Linked DNA regions of Sus scrofa: region 1 is linked to region 2. Evidence: chromatin contacts called from public targeted proximity ligation data. All regions are on one chromosome and are shown on one strand. The core of a region is the stretch at or near the end of the contact, and the rest is flanking DNA. Distances in the headings are between cores, read along the strand shown. Region 1 holds the start of SPR (sepiapterin reductase). Region 2 has its middle 26 kb from the start of NOTO.

What was found.
Region 1: a contact with region 2 is called in a targeted proximity ligation map of skeletal muscle, with 4 times the contacts expected there. A contact is called at or near these places in 2 of 5 promoter capture datasets (fetal skeletal muscle and liver), 9 of 47 Hi-C or Micro-C datasets (embryonic fibroblasts, epiblast stem cells, fetal heart ventricle and 4 more) and 1 of 2 datasets of targeted methods (skeletal muscle).

What each region holds. Positions count from the first base shown.
Region 1 is chr3:69,892,189-69,898,900 of Sscrofa11.1, forward strand. It overlaps SPR (sepiapterin reductase), which reads right to left and starts at 2,559. Exons shown (of 3, transcript XM_003125032.4): 1 at 2,156-2,559; 2 at 1,293-1,583. The coding sequence starts at 2,477.
Region 2 is chr3:69,593,864-69,601,313 of Sscrofa11.1, forward strand. No RefSeq gene overlaps it. Among named protein-coding and RNA genes, the nearest start is that of NOTO, 26 kb to the left of the region's middle.

The DNA of each region.
Region 1 (6,712 bases), core at 1,309-3,808, 300 kb after region 2:
AGTGCCTATGGCATGTGGAAGTTCCCAGACCAGGGATCAAACCTGTGCCACAGCAGCAACCTGAGCTGCTACAATGACAACGTCAGCTCCTTAACCTGCTGCGCCACAAGAGAATTCCTATTCAGGGTCTTTTGCGTTCTCTGTCTGTGAAAAATGGCACTGGAATTTTGACAGAGATTGCATTAAACTTGTAGATTGTTTGGGTAGTAAGGACATTTCAACAATATTAATTCTTCCAATCCATGAGCATGGCATCTTTCCATTTATTTTGTATCTTCTTCAATTTCTTTCATCAATATCTTATCTTTTTCAGTGTACAGTTCTTTTACCTCCTTGGTTAAATGTATTCCAAGGTATTTTATTGTTTTTGATTCAATTATAAATGGGCCTGTTTTCTTAATTTCTCTTTCTGATAGTTCATTATTAACGGATAGAAATGTAACTCATTTTTTATATTGTTTTTGTATCCTGCAACCTTAATGAATTTATTAGTTCTAACAGTTTTTTGGTAAAGCCTTTAGGGTTTCCTATATATAATATCACCTGTAAATAGAGTTTTATTTCTTCCTCTCCAATCTGGATGTCTTTTATTTTTCTTGCCTCACTGTTCCAGCTAGGATTTCCAATACCATGTTGAATAAAAGTGGGAAGAACAGCTTCCTTGTCTTGTTCCTGATCTTAGAGAAAAAGCAGCTTTTTATCATCGACTATGCTAGTTGTGGGCTTGTCATATACAGCCTTTATTATTTTCGGATACACTCACTCTATACACATTTTGCTGAGTTTTTTTGTCGTTTGTTTGTGTGTCTTGTTTTTTTTTTTAGGGCGGCACCTGCAGCATATGGAAGTTCCCAGGCTAGGGGATGAATCAGGGCTGCAGCTGCTGGCCTACACCACAGCCACAGCAACGCTAACAATTAGACAGCACTTCCCAGTGAGGCATAACTTTCACAAGTATTACCTCCTTCAGTCCTCCAAACTGCCCTGTGAGACAGGTAGCAACTGCCCTGTTTCACATGAAAAAATGAGGTACAGGCCTGGAATTCAAACCCGAATCATCTCTCAGACTCTAACATCTCAGACTCCCTGGCCCCACTTTCAAGTCCAGGCAGCTCCCACTCTCAATCCATACCCTCTAAGTACAGCTCCCTGACCCTGCTAGCACTAACTTCCTTGAAGCCTATATTTCCCTTATTTTCCTGGAAGGGTTAGCAAGAGTAGGCTCCTTGAGCAGGGGTCAGAGAGTAACCCCCTGCTTCTGGAGACAGGGATGGCTGTAGTGCTTCACCTACCTGGGGCATAGCTCAGCACTCTCAAACTAGGGTCCTCTGCAGCCAGAACCTGATATATCATGTCACGGGCAGCCTTCCCTGCACAGTACAGGGCCCAGCCTTTGAAGGGCTTCACAGCACAGATTGATGAGATGTTAACCACCATTCTGCTGAGGCCAGGACTGTCAGGAAAAGCCTTCAAGAAGCTGGAAGTCAGGCAGAGCATGGACGTCAAGTTCAGAGCCCAGTAGCTGTTCACTTCAGCTGAGTCAGTCAGGTCCACAAAGCTTTTGGACACATCTCCAAGAGAGGCTGCAAAACAAAACCTTAGGAATCACCCAGTGTAGGCAGAGTTTTCCCTTCCCCCAGCCCCCTCCAAATTCTTCCAGACACCCCCTTCCCATCCAGACCTAAAAGAGCAATCTCCCTAGTGCTTCCAAAGACGCCTCCCTCTTCCCAGCGCTGCAGACATACATACCTGGGAACCTTCTCACCAGAAACTGCAGCCTGAGAAAGCGCATGCCCTGCTCTGGGACTGGGACTGGGGTTGGGGGGAACCCTGAGGGGCATTTGGAAAGGGGGGAACTGACTTCAGCTGGGAGACCTCACGCCCTAATTCATGCCTCCGCCAGAGGGCACTGAGCAAGACAATCAGAAAAGTTCTACAGGCGTTTTGGAAAACATGGAGTTGAAACGGGGGTGGGTGCGGTGAGGAAGAGGGGAAGGAGCAAGAGGTCTTCCTCAGCACCTCACTGAAACCAGGACTTTCAGGCGTCATTTCTAACTCCCTGGCGGAGGTGAGAGGGAGAGAGAACCAAAAGAGGCCTGCAACAGTATCCCAAGCGCTCACCCTGGGAGTCCGCCCCCTCCGAGGGGCCTCTTACCCGCATTGTTGAAGAGCAGCACTCGCTGCAGGCCCTCGGGTCTGGGGAGCTCGCGCAGCGCGCCCAGCAACTGCTGCAAGCCGGCCTCGGCGCCCAGATCAGCGGGCACCCGCACCACGCGCAGGTCAGGCCGCTCGGAGCCCAACTCGGCCTCCAGGTGCCGCAGCGCCTCGTCGTTGCGGGCGGTTAGGACCAACACGGAGCCAGGCGACAGCAGCGGGGCCAGGAGCTGTGCCAGCGTCCGTCCGAAACCGCGGGAGGCCCCGGTCACCACGCACAGGGCGCGCCCCAGGCCGCCAACCTTACCGACGCCATGCTCCATGCTTCCAAATTCGACGAGTAACTGCTGCGACCCGAAACCAGTCAGGGGTCTGGGCGGCCGTGGTGGGCGGGGCCTTAGTGGAAGTAGGCGGAGGCCCCGCCCCGCGGGGGCGGAAACCAAAGGCGCCAGGCGGAGAGCTGACCCCGTTAGTTTCCTAGGCAACTAGCGGTGAAATTGGAGCTAACTGCGGGGTCCCGGCAAGCGCAGAGCTGCTAAACCCGAGGCTGCAGGAGGCGCAGCCCCCATAGGAAATCCTAACCCAGTGCGGAGAGAGGAGGCGTTATCCTTCGCCCCGCGCGCCCGCAGTTTCAGTCCTTGTCTGGGACACATGCTTCTCCCAACTCCTGACCCAACTTGCTTGCACAAATGACTTCCTCCAGGTCAGGCAGTGTTGCTCCTTGCCGGGCATCCCTGCACGTGGCAGATGCCATTGTAGGGATAGAGGTCCTTACTGGAACTCACCGCCCCAGGGTCACTCGAGCTACCCCCTGGGGAACACAGTCGCTCCTGCACTCATGTTGCACTTTTCCAAGTAGGCAATTCCATCTACTCCCACCGTCAAGGTTTTGCAGTCATTTGTCTACTTAAGCCCTGTGCTTCACAAAAGCCACATTTCCAGTTTTTTTGTTTTTTTGTTTTTTTTTCCCCGAGAGCGGGAAGAGGGGAAAGTTGGCAGACTGCTACAGATCTCCTTGAAGAGGAGTCTTTTCAGAGTTTAGCAAGGGCGGTAAGGAACCTCCATAGCTCAGGCCGAACTTCACAGGGCTGGTCCCTGCTCAGGGGACAGACTGCAAAATTGCCTTTCAAACTCCTAGTGAAATGCATTTTGCTCCCCTGTTCTGTGGGCTGTCCTTATGAACATCAAAACTATTTTGGAAGCTTTTCACTTTCCACTTAGGTGCCTTTACCATAAACTTTTTGTAACATGTCCAGCCCAGACTGTACATCATGGTGGAACATATTCTAGGAACAAATGAAATAACAAAGAAACCTTAACTTCATGCAGTAGATTTATTTGTTAATATGCACAGTATTTTGAAACTATTTTCTGTAGAATAGAAAAATAAATAATTATGCTAACTGATGTGAGGAGCTGAGATTTTTTTCAGTGTTAGAGAAAAGAGACCAACAATAAATTCAAGGAAGTTAGTAGGAACAATCTCTAAAATGAGTTTGAATTGGAAGTCAGTGCACTGTAAAACTAATTGCAATTGCTTTTACTTTTACGCATTGACACCGGAAAGTTTTCCTTTTTTTAATTTTTATTTTATGTTTTAATTTTTTTTAAAAATTTTTTTCTTTTTAGGGCTGCACCCATGGCATAGGGAGGTTCCCAGGCTAGGGGTTGAATCTGAGCTGTAGCTGCCGGACTATGCCACAGCCATAGTCCCAACCGAGTCTGCAGTCTACAACCACAGCTCACAGCAACACCTGATCCCCAACCCACTGAGTGAGCCCCGGGATCGAACCTGTGTCCCCATGGATACTAGTCAGATTCCTTTCTGATGAGCTGTCACAGGAACTCCCAGAAACAGTTTTCTATTGTGTGACTTATTCAATGCCTATTGTTACAGAGAAAAACAAATCTGATTCCATATTGGATGTATACCTTTAGCTCTAACCCCTGTGCTCTGTTGCTTGTGCTTTGTCATGCTGGCTCTGCACCTTTTGTAAAAAAAATGTTGCCTGTAGTCTGAAATATACAGGGTAGCACTTTCTCACGTCTCCAACCTTTAGAAGTAAAGTATTTTCTCATTCAAATAGAGATAAGAAGTTGCAGGACAAAGAATAATATTTATCTGTTGGAGGTTTATAGGAACAAAGACCAGAGTTCCATGGACAACTGCAAGAATAAAGTCCAGTACAAGTGTGCAACAACCAGCCAAACTCTTTCCCTTTTCAGTTTATTTTTTTTTTTATTTTTTATTTTTTCCCTTTTCAGTTTAAAAGAAACCTGAATTCTAACCTGGGTTCTTGGGACACTAGTCCACCATTTTCCTGTCTGCTGGCTTTCTGAATAAAGTCACTCTTCCTTATCCTCTCTTGACCTCACCTCTCTATTGACCTGTCCTGTGGTGAGCAGTCCAAGCTTGGACTTAGTAATGCTATGATCACCTTTTTAAAGTGTTCTCCTTACACCAATGGCAGAGACTAAAGTGGTGCACAAAGTCTACACTTGTGTTTTGTTTGGCCCATTAACCCCCTTTTTTTCTTTTAAAATTCGAAGTAACATTTCTAAAGTGGAAGATTTTACATCATATCAGAATTTCCAGTTTCTTTTGAATTTGGGAAGGTCTGGCAAATTGGGTACTTTTTTTTTTTTTTTTTTTTTTTTTTTTTTTTTTAGTGGCCACACCCAGGGCATATGGAAGTTCCTGGGCCAGGGATTGAATCTGAGCCACCGCTATAATCCTACCACAACTGGAGCAATGCTGAATTCTTAACCCACTGTATCGTAGTGGGAATTCCAACTTTAGTTTTTTCTTTTTTGTATTTTAGGTTTATTTGTTTGTTTGTTTGCTTGCTTATTAGGGCCTCACCCACAGCATATGGAAGTTCCCAGGCTAGGTTCAAATTGGAGCTATAGCTGCCAGCCTACACCACAGCCAAGCCATAGCAACTTGAGGTCTGAGTCACATCTGCAACCTAAACCACAACTCATGGGCTCAGGCAACACCAGATCCCCAACCCACCGAGCGAGAACAGGGATTGAACCTGTATCTTCATGGAATCTAGTCGGATTCATTTCCACTTCACCACAAAGGTAACTCCCTCCCCCCACCCCCAACTTGTTTTTTTTCCCTCAAGAGTTTTCTCTAGTAATATTTGAAAGCTCTGCAGGTGATTCTGAAACTGACAGCATTGATGGCTTGAACCTAGCCAGAACCCAGATTGGGACTTGAACCCACAGTTTTTAAATTAGAATCACTCACCCAGTGTCTGAACTTCATGAGGTTCAGGTTCTTTTTGCCTCAGTGCACAAAGGAATTCAAGGAGACAAAGTGATAGGCAAGAAATAGATGTATTAAGATAGGATGCTTGGAAGAGATACAAGCAGGCAGGCAAGGTGACTCTGCCCCAGGATGAGGTGGGCTACAGTTTTATGATCCAAGGGGAGTGTGGGGAGGGGGGGACTACCCCCACTTCCTCTTTGGTCTCCAGTAGCTCCTTCTTGGTCTCCAGTAAGAGAGTATTTGACCTTATAAGGTCAAACTAGGACTGTAATGGTGCTTATTCAAATCAGCAGAAGGGCGAACCTTAAACTCCTGCCCTTGGTCTGAACCTGAAAGCACAGCCCCCACAAAATGACCTTAGGCATAACCCACACCTCCACTAGTCAAGCAAGCCTGCCTTGTTCTGATGGCTTTCTTGAGCAGTTAACTTACAGTGATCTCCCAAAGTTCCCTTGGTTTTGTCTAATCTATGGTCCCTTATTGGGACTTATACAGCTACCTGTGTTACTATCCTACTTTGTCCCTCTCTCTCCTAATGTGTGGACAAGTTTGGGAACTACTGCAATAGTAATTGGCAGTAACGTTTTGGTTTTTTTATTTGTTCTTTTTTTTTTTTTTTTTTTTAGGGCAGCACCTGCAGTATATGGAAGTTCCCAGGCTAGGGGTTGCATTGGAGCTAGAGCTGCCCGTCTACACCACAGCCACAGCAACATGGGACCCAAGCTGCATCTATGACTTATACCACAGCTCACTGCAACGCTGGATCCCTGACCCACTGAGTGAGGCCAGGGATCGAACCCGCATCCCCATGGATACTAGTCAGATTCATTTCTGATGTGCCATGATGGCAATTTCCAGCAGTAAGTTTTTAAGGGCACAAATGCCTGAAAGGTAAGAGATATGTTAAGGTAGATGTAAAAACCTAAACCTGACAAAGGCCATTAGAAGAAAAACTGTCAAAATTTAAATAAAATCTATAGGTTAGTTCCTGACACTGAATTACAGTTAAAAAAAAAAATGTTAAGCCTTGGAAACTGGTAAAAGAACTGGAAAATTCTACATTTTAACAGATATTTCCTGAAATAACTCTTAAAATGTTAGAATAATTCTATACCCCAACAGGTAGTATATATGTATGTCCATTTCATTTTTCAACTCTTTACATTTTAGTAAGATTGTGTACTTTTATTTCTTGTGTGAGTTGATTGCTCATGCTCTGCCCATTTTTCTATTAAGCTTCTTTGCGGTTTCTTTGTTTAATTTTTTTTTTTTTTTTTTTTT
Region 2 (7,450 bases), core at 4,533-7,032:
AGCAACGTGGGATCTGAGCCGCGTCTGCAACCTACACCACAGCTCACGGCAACACCGGATCCTAAACCCACTGAGCGAGGCCAGGGATCGAAACTGCAACCTCATGGTTCCTAGTCGGATTCGTTAACCACTGCGCCACGACGGGGACTCCTATTTTTCCAATACACTGTTAATGGACATTTGTGGAGCATGTGTGCTGGAAATGGCAAAATTGTGGCAGTGAATCTTCATCCCAACCTGTGAAAAATCATGAATGCTACTTTATAGCTCAGGAACACAAGGCTCAGAGAGGGTAAGCCACTTATTTGGATGACACAGCTAGTACTTAGGAGAAGGGTGCCTCCTCCCTCCAGGACCCTCTGGCCCTTACTTTGCTTGTCTTTCCTTCCCCAGAGAACTCACAGCCTCAGCTGTGTGTGTGTGTGTGGGGGGGGGAATGCTTCTGGAGCTTTTCTGAGCTGGTACTTTTCTGTTGGCCATGAACACACCTGGACTTGGTACTGTTAGTGCGCCCTGCTCAGGTAGGCCTGGCTCAGTGATAGCACAGGTACACTCACAATTCTGGCCCCTGGCCTGTGTGGGCAGCTGACAGGACACCCAATCAGGCCTGCATCTGCTCTGGGGCTCGAGGTTCTTGAGACATAGGACCTGGTTTTCTGTCTCCATAGAGCTCCTCATAAAGGACCTGGAGAAATTAAGCCCTCTGTTTCCTCAGTGCTTTGTAGAGGTCTGGACTTGCTGTTAGCATATTTAGGCTCTAGTCTGCCCCTGCATCTATCTTGCATGATGTGGTGCAGAAAAGTCACTTAGGCCCCCTTTGAAGTGGGATGATAGACTCGGGGGTGATGAGCCCATTCACGGAGGCACCATATCGCTTTTTAAGTGCCTGCCCTTCCCGGGCGCTGTCCTACCAATGCCTTGGGACCGCACCGCAATCGAAGAGGTACCTGGAAGGTGAGGTTGATGTGTGGTACCCAAGGGCTGAAGGGTCAGGCCAATAGAATGGCATTTCTCGCGGAGGGCAGCAGGGGGCGCGCGCAGACCGTGCGATGGGGAACCGCTTCCGTCGGCTGCCGGCTGCCGAGGCAACCCCACCTCGCCGGCCTGAGCAGCCCCAGGGAGGGCGCTGGAGGCGGCTGTGCAAAGAGGGAGAGGCCCCTTACCCGGAAGCCTAGGAGTTTGAGTCAGCTTGGTCTACAGACCCCTCAGAAGCTCCAGGAAATGAAGCCGGAGTTGGGAAGTGGGGCGTAGCGCTGTGCTTGGAGGACAGTAGAGGGAAAGGAGGGAAGTTGCGTCAGGTGTCTAAGAATTACTGCTACTGGGCTGCTGGAGTCATCTCTTAACTGGGGGAATAAACAAGCATGCTTCCTTCCTCCAGGGGGAAGGGGATAGAGTCAACCGCAGGAGATTTCCCAAATGTCAAAAGAAAAGGAGTACAATTTTAGTCTGGTTCCCTTCCTGATCTGCCAGGGGCGTGTGTGTGTGTGGCAGAGGGTAGTGTAAAAGGGAAGCCACCCTCTTCCTTCCCAGTCAGACCAAGGAGGTGGCATTGAGTGGATGGAACCCATCTTTCTGCTCCTAGACCACAACCCTTGCCAGCCTGAGATGAGCTTCCAGCCAAGACCCTTCTGTCCTGACAAGACTTATTTTTATTTTCTGATTCCAAAACAAATATGCATGTTGCATAAAAATTAAACAATACTGAAAGTACTATTAAGAAAATGAAAGCTGGGAACTATACCCAATATTTTGTAATAACCTACAAAGGAAAAGAATATGAAAAAAGTTAATATATGTTTGTATAAGTGACTCATCTTGCTGTACTCCTGAAACTAACACAATAATGTAAATGAACTGTACTTGAATTTTAAAAAAAGACATTCAAAAGACAAATTTCTGGAGTTCCTGTCGTGGCGCAGTGGTTAACGAATCCGACTAGGAACCATGAGGTTGTGGGTTCGATCCCTGGCCTTGCTCAGTGGGTTAACGATCCAGCGTTGCCATGAGCTGTGGTGTAGGTTGAAGACACGGCTCGGATCCCGCATTGCTATGGCTGTGGCGTAGGCCGGCAGCTATAGCTTCGATTCGACCCCTAGCCTGGGAACCTCCATATGCCACGGGAGTGGCCCAAGAAATGGCAAAAAGATAAAGAAAAAAAATTTTAAGTGCAGGTGATAAACAGGGTGACCAAATCACTTCTTTTTCAAACAGAGTCTCTTTTGAGGGCAGATGCACTATTTATAATTGCATGGAGACAAGCGAATTGGAACTCTCCTAAGCAAAGGAGGAAGTAGAAAACGCCCAAGAAAGATTAAATAAAAATATTTCAAAAATAGGAAAGAAAGCCCCTCACAATCCCCTAATGAAATAACCACTATGAATAGTATTCTTCAGGTTTACTTTTTTTTTTTTTTTAGTATTTCTCTACACCACAGCTCACAGCAACGCCAGATCCTAGACCCACAGAGCAAGGCCAGGGATTGAACCCGCAACTTCGTGGTTCCCAGTCGGATTCATTAACCACTGCACCGTGACAGGAACTCCCAGGTTTACTTCTTTTCCATACCTATACTAATATATTTATCTATTATAATTATTTTTAGAAAAGTCCTTGAATCAAAGTAAATTTCTCTCTCTCTCTTTTTTTTTTTTTTTTTTTTTTTGCCACATCCATAGTAAGTGGAAGTTCCAGGACCAGGGATTGAACAGGTACCATGGCAGTGACCATGCTGGATCCTTAACCCACTGAGCCACAGGAGAACTCCCAAAGTATTTTAAAGTTTTTTTTACTTACTTAATCTCTCACTTAATATATATTGGACATTTCACTATGTCAGTATATACAGAGTTCCATATCATTTTTAATGAATGGTTGTCCAGCATGCAAATGGTAGAACTAGCCCACCAATGATGGGCTTTAAGATGGTTGTCCCGGGAGTTCCCATCCTGACTCAGTGGTAACGAACCTGACTAGGACTCGGTTCAATCCCTGGCCACGCTCAGTGGTTAAGGATCTGGCATTGTCATGAGCTGTGGTGTAGGTTGCAGAGGAGACTCAGATCTGATGTTGCTGTAGCTGTAGTGTAGGCTGGCAGCTACAGTTCCAATTTGACCCCTAGCCTGGGAATTGCCATATGCTGTGGGTGTGGCTCTAAAAAAAAAAAAAGTTTATCCCTTTCCCCTCATGACAGATCTCCCTGCAAGTACTTTTTAGGAGAGATTCTTAAATGTGTAATTATTGGGATGAGAGAGAGGCTCATTTGAAATGGCTAATGTTGGGAGTTCTCCGGTGGCCTAGCAGTTAAGGATCAGGTGTTGTCACTGCTGTGGCACAGGTTCGATCCCTGACCCAGGAATTTCCCCAGGCCACAGGTGTAGCCAATTTAGAAAAAGAAAAAAGAAAATGAATAATGTTGCTGCATTGCCCTCCACAGGCTGCACTCTCTGGATCATATGTTCACCGTAGCAAGGGGCAGGTTCCTGGGTTGATGTAGCCACAGATGAGGGCTTGATTCCCAACTCCTGGAACTGGTAGTTGCCTGACCTGGTCACTTTTGGAGATCCCAGCAGCTCACTGAAGAACTTAGGGGAGGAGTTCCTGTCATAGCACAGTGGAAACGAATCCAACTAGGAACCATGAAGTTGCGTGCGGGTTCAATCCCTGGCCTTGCTCAGTGGGTTAAGGATCTGGCGTTGCTGTGAGCTGCGGTGGCTTGGATCTGGCGTTGCTGTGGCTGTGGTGTAGGCCAGCAGCTATAGCTCTGATTCAACCCCTAGCCTGGGAACCTCCATATGCCTCAGGTGCGGCCCTAGAAAGACAAAAGACCAAAAAAAAAACAAAAAAAAAGAACTTAGGGGAGGGTGAAAGGGAAGGGAGGTGGCTTCTTTGTTCAGTTCAGAGGTGGTAATAGCCCAGCAACAAGGGCCCACGTGGGCACAGTGCCTCAGGGACCAGCCACTAACCTTTTAAGCTCCATCTTTGGGGTGGGTTGAGAGCAGTGTATTCTTTTTTTTTTTTTTTTTTTTTTTTTTTTTTTTTTTTTTTTAATTTTATTTTCCCACTGTACAGCAAGGGGGTCAGGTTATCCTTACATGTATACGTTACAATTACAGTTTTTCCCCCACCATTTCTTCTGTTGCAACATGAGTATCTAGACATAGTTCTCAATGCTATTCAGCGGGATCTCCTTGTAAATCTATTCTAAGTTGTGTCTGATAAGCCCAAGCTCCCGATCCCTCCCACTCCCTCCCCCTCCCATCAGGCAACCACAAGTGAGAGCAGTGTATTCTATCCCTGGCCAAGCCTCTCAGCTCCAACAGAACATGTAGCCTGACTTTGAAGGAAGAGAGAGAAGACCAAGGCCCAGGACAGAGGGGATCCTGAGATGGAATCAGATGCCAAATTGGTTTATAGTTTTAGCTTTTTTTTTTTGTCTTTTTGCTATTTCTTGGGCCGCTCTCGCGGCATATGGAGGTTCCCAGGCTAGGGGTCTAACCGGAGCTGTAGCTGCCAGCCTACACCAGAGCCACAGCAACGCGGGATCCGAGCCGCGCCTGCAATCTACACCACAGCTCATGACAACGCCGGATCGTTAACCCACTGAGCAAGGCCAGGGACCGAACCCGCAACCTCATGGTTCCTAGTCGGATTCGTTAACCACTGCGCCACGACAGGAACTCCAGATGCCAAATTGGTTTAAAGAGCCCCTGAGCTAGAGAAGCCCTGGAGGGCTTCCTGCAGGAAGAGGTTGGAGGCTAGCTGTGCCTTGGAAAATGGTCAGGATTTGGATCCTCCAGGAAACCTGAGCAAGGGCATGTTTGTAGGAATGATCAGTCTGCTCAGGGAAGCAGGAGGAGTACCTATTGAGGGTGCAGTCGTGGAAGGGCAGGAGCCCTAGCTGGGGATGTGGCAGAGGCCAGTGGTCGGAGTGTCCCCTACAGCACCCAGAAGAGGAATTTGTTCTGAGGTCCTAGACTGTCCTTCTAAACTCTGGGTCCCTGGAAGCCCTGGTTTGAGTCTGTACACGTAGTTGGGGGTTCCTGGAGGCCTGTCAAAGGCTTGCTTCTCGGGACAGTGGAGAACTCAGACCCAGGGCGGTGGTAAATGCCCGGCAGGGCGGTCCCTGGACACCAAGAAGAGCCATCCCTTGCTCCGTACGGGTCGAGGCTGCTCCGCCGCCGCCGGGGGACCGCTGGCATTTCCGCAGTGCTGCCAGCATCTTGATGCGCACCCGGCCTAGAGGCCCACCACTCCCGTCTTCACACCTCCACCATTGTTTTTCTTCCCCATCCCCAATCAGGAGCTCTTTCTCTTCGGCCCACCAGGCAGATGGGGAAGTAGGGGTGCAGGGAGAGGGCGCCAAGCCTGGGAGGCGAGTCGAGTAGGATCGCGGGTGGGGGGGGACTAAAAGAGGCCGCTCCTGGGTTTTCCCCATTCACCCTTCCCCGCCCTTTCCTTGTCCTCCCGACTCTTTTCCCGTCCTGCTCTCTCTCTCCTGTGTCCTCTCTTTCCGTCATTCTCTTACTCTGATCTTTGGTACCAACCCAATTTTTACAGGACTTGGTCCTGCACACGTAAGCTCATGAAGGGAAAGGTGCAAAATGCATAAACATTGGAAGGAAGAAAAAAAAAAAAATCCATTGCTCCCCCGCCAGGTGCCTGTGTGCTCGGCAAGCCCAGCGTCCCCTGGGGCGGGCGCCGAGGCCCGGGGAGGGGTTGGGACCCGCGCGTCGCCGAGTCGCGGCCGGCCGGAGTGGCCGCGGGCGGAATCGAGGACTGGGGATTGAGGCAGCCGCCGCGTGTTTGCCCAGCGCCCGCCCCCGCCGCCGCGGGCCCTAATCTCCGATACACTTGCGAGTTGGCTTCCTGCCCCGGGGCCCCCGCTACCCGAGCAAACAGGGCGGGCGCGGCGCTGCATCCGAAATGTGGCATTTGAGCCGCTCAGCGCAGGAAAGCCGGAGCGCGGCGACCGGCTGTGATTGCCCTCCTCAGCCCCTAATCCTACCGCCCGGCCCGCCCGCCGGCTGCGGCCCATTGATTAGCGCAGGAGCCGCGGGCTCAGCCCCGCTCCGGGAGGGGTGCCCCACTCCACACCCGGGGCCTAGGAGGCCGTCAGGACCCACCTTCCCGCGCCCCCTCCTACCCCTCCCCCCGTTCCCCGTGCTCTTCTCCGGCCTGTCAGTCTGGACGTGGAGAGGGAAAAATGTCCTTGGAAAAGCCTTGGAAGTTGCGGTGTGGGGGTTGGGGGGGGACGCCCGCAAACTTGCCAGGGCACACCAGGCTGCGGGAGGTGAGACCCCAGATCACGCTGGCCCTAGTTAGATGAGGGAGCCGGTGCCGAACACCCCCAGGGGCCTGGCTGGGCTTGACACCCTGAGAGTCCACTATGGAGCTGGGGGTCCCTGTATACCCCGAAACACCCTCCAGGCTCCACTGCTTCTGCAGCGGTCAGGACCTACTTCCTGGGGTCTGCCAGAGGGGTCCAGGCCTCACTGAAAGGACATGCAGTCATTCTTCACTGCAAATGCGGGCCGAGTACCAAGTGCTCCAAGCTTGGGAATAGACACCGTCTAGTCTACAAGTCATCCGTGAGAGAGGGCAGTTCAGGGAAAGAAATAAAGTCATATGAGAGCCTTTAGGGGCAAACCCACTGAGGCCTGAGTGATGGCTTTACCGAGACAAGACTCTGGTCCCAGCTGGGGTGAGTTTTCTTTCTTTCTCCCTTCCCTTCCCAGCCTCCCATCCAGGCCCCCAGAGTGCCCCCTTCCCCTCCCAGAACAGCCATCCTGGGCCAGGAAAACCAAGCCTTGGGCTTCTCAGTGAACACCCTGGGCACACAATGCAATGCACAGCTTGGCTTCTCTGTGCAAGAGCAAGTCTTGGTGCTGTGGTGCTGGGGGACTGGGGAAGGGGGGTGGGGCAGCACCCCTCAGGCAGCAGGGGCCTCCTCTGACACCCTGAGGCCCAGGGAAGGAAAACTAAGGCTGGGGCCAGAGGATGGGTCTGGGTAAGTGGAGGTCTACAGAAATGGGGCCCAAGGAGTTCCCTGGTAGCTCAGAGGCCTAAAGATCTGTCATTGTCACTGTTGTGGCTTTGGTCACTGCTGTGGCACATGGGTTTTTTTTTCCCTGGCCTGGGATATCCATATGCCATTGGGGGGGGGGGGCAAACACACAAACAAAAACAGAAAAAAGGGAAGAAAGGGAAAAAAAAAAAAAAGAAACCCGATAGATGGCAAACTAGAGCCTCAGGCCTAGGTGCCTCCTCTTAATGCTCCTGAGCAGAGCTGGGATGAGGGTGAGGCAAGTGAGGCACTACTGAGGGCACAGATTTAAGAAGGCACTCCCTCTCAAGGTGGTGCAGGGTCTCCTTGCTTCACCCTAGTCCCAGGCCTGCTCTGGCTGCCCTGAGTGAGCCCTCCCCTTGTCCTAAGGTGGCCCCTTACCTGCT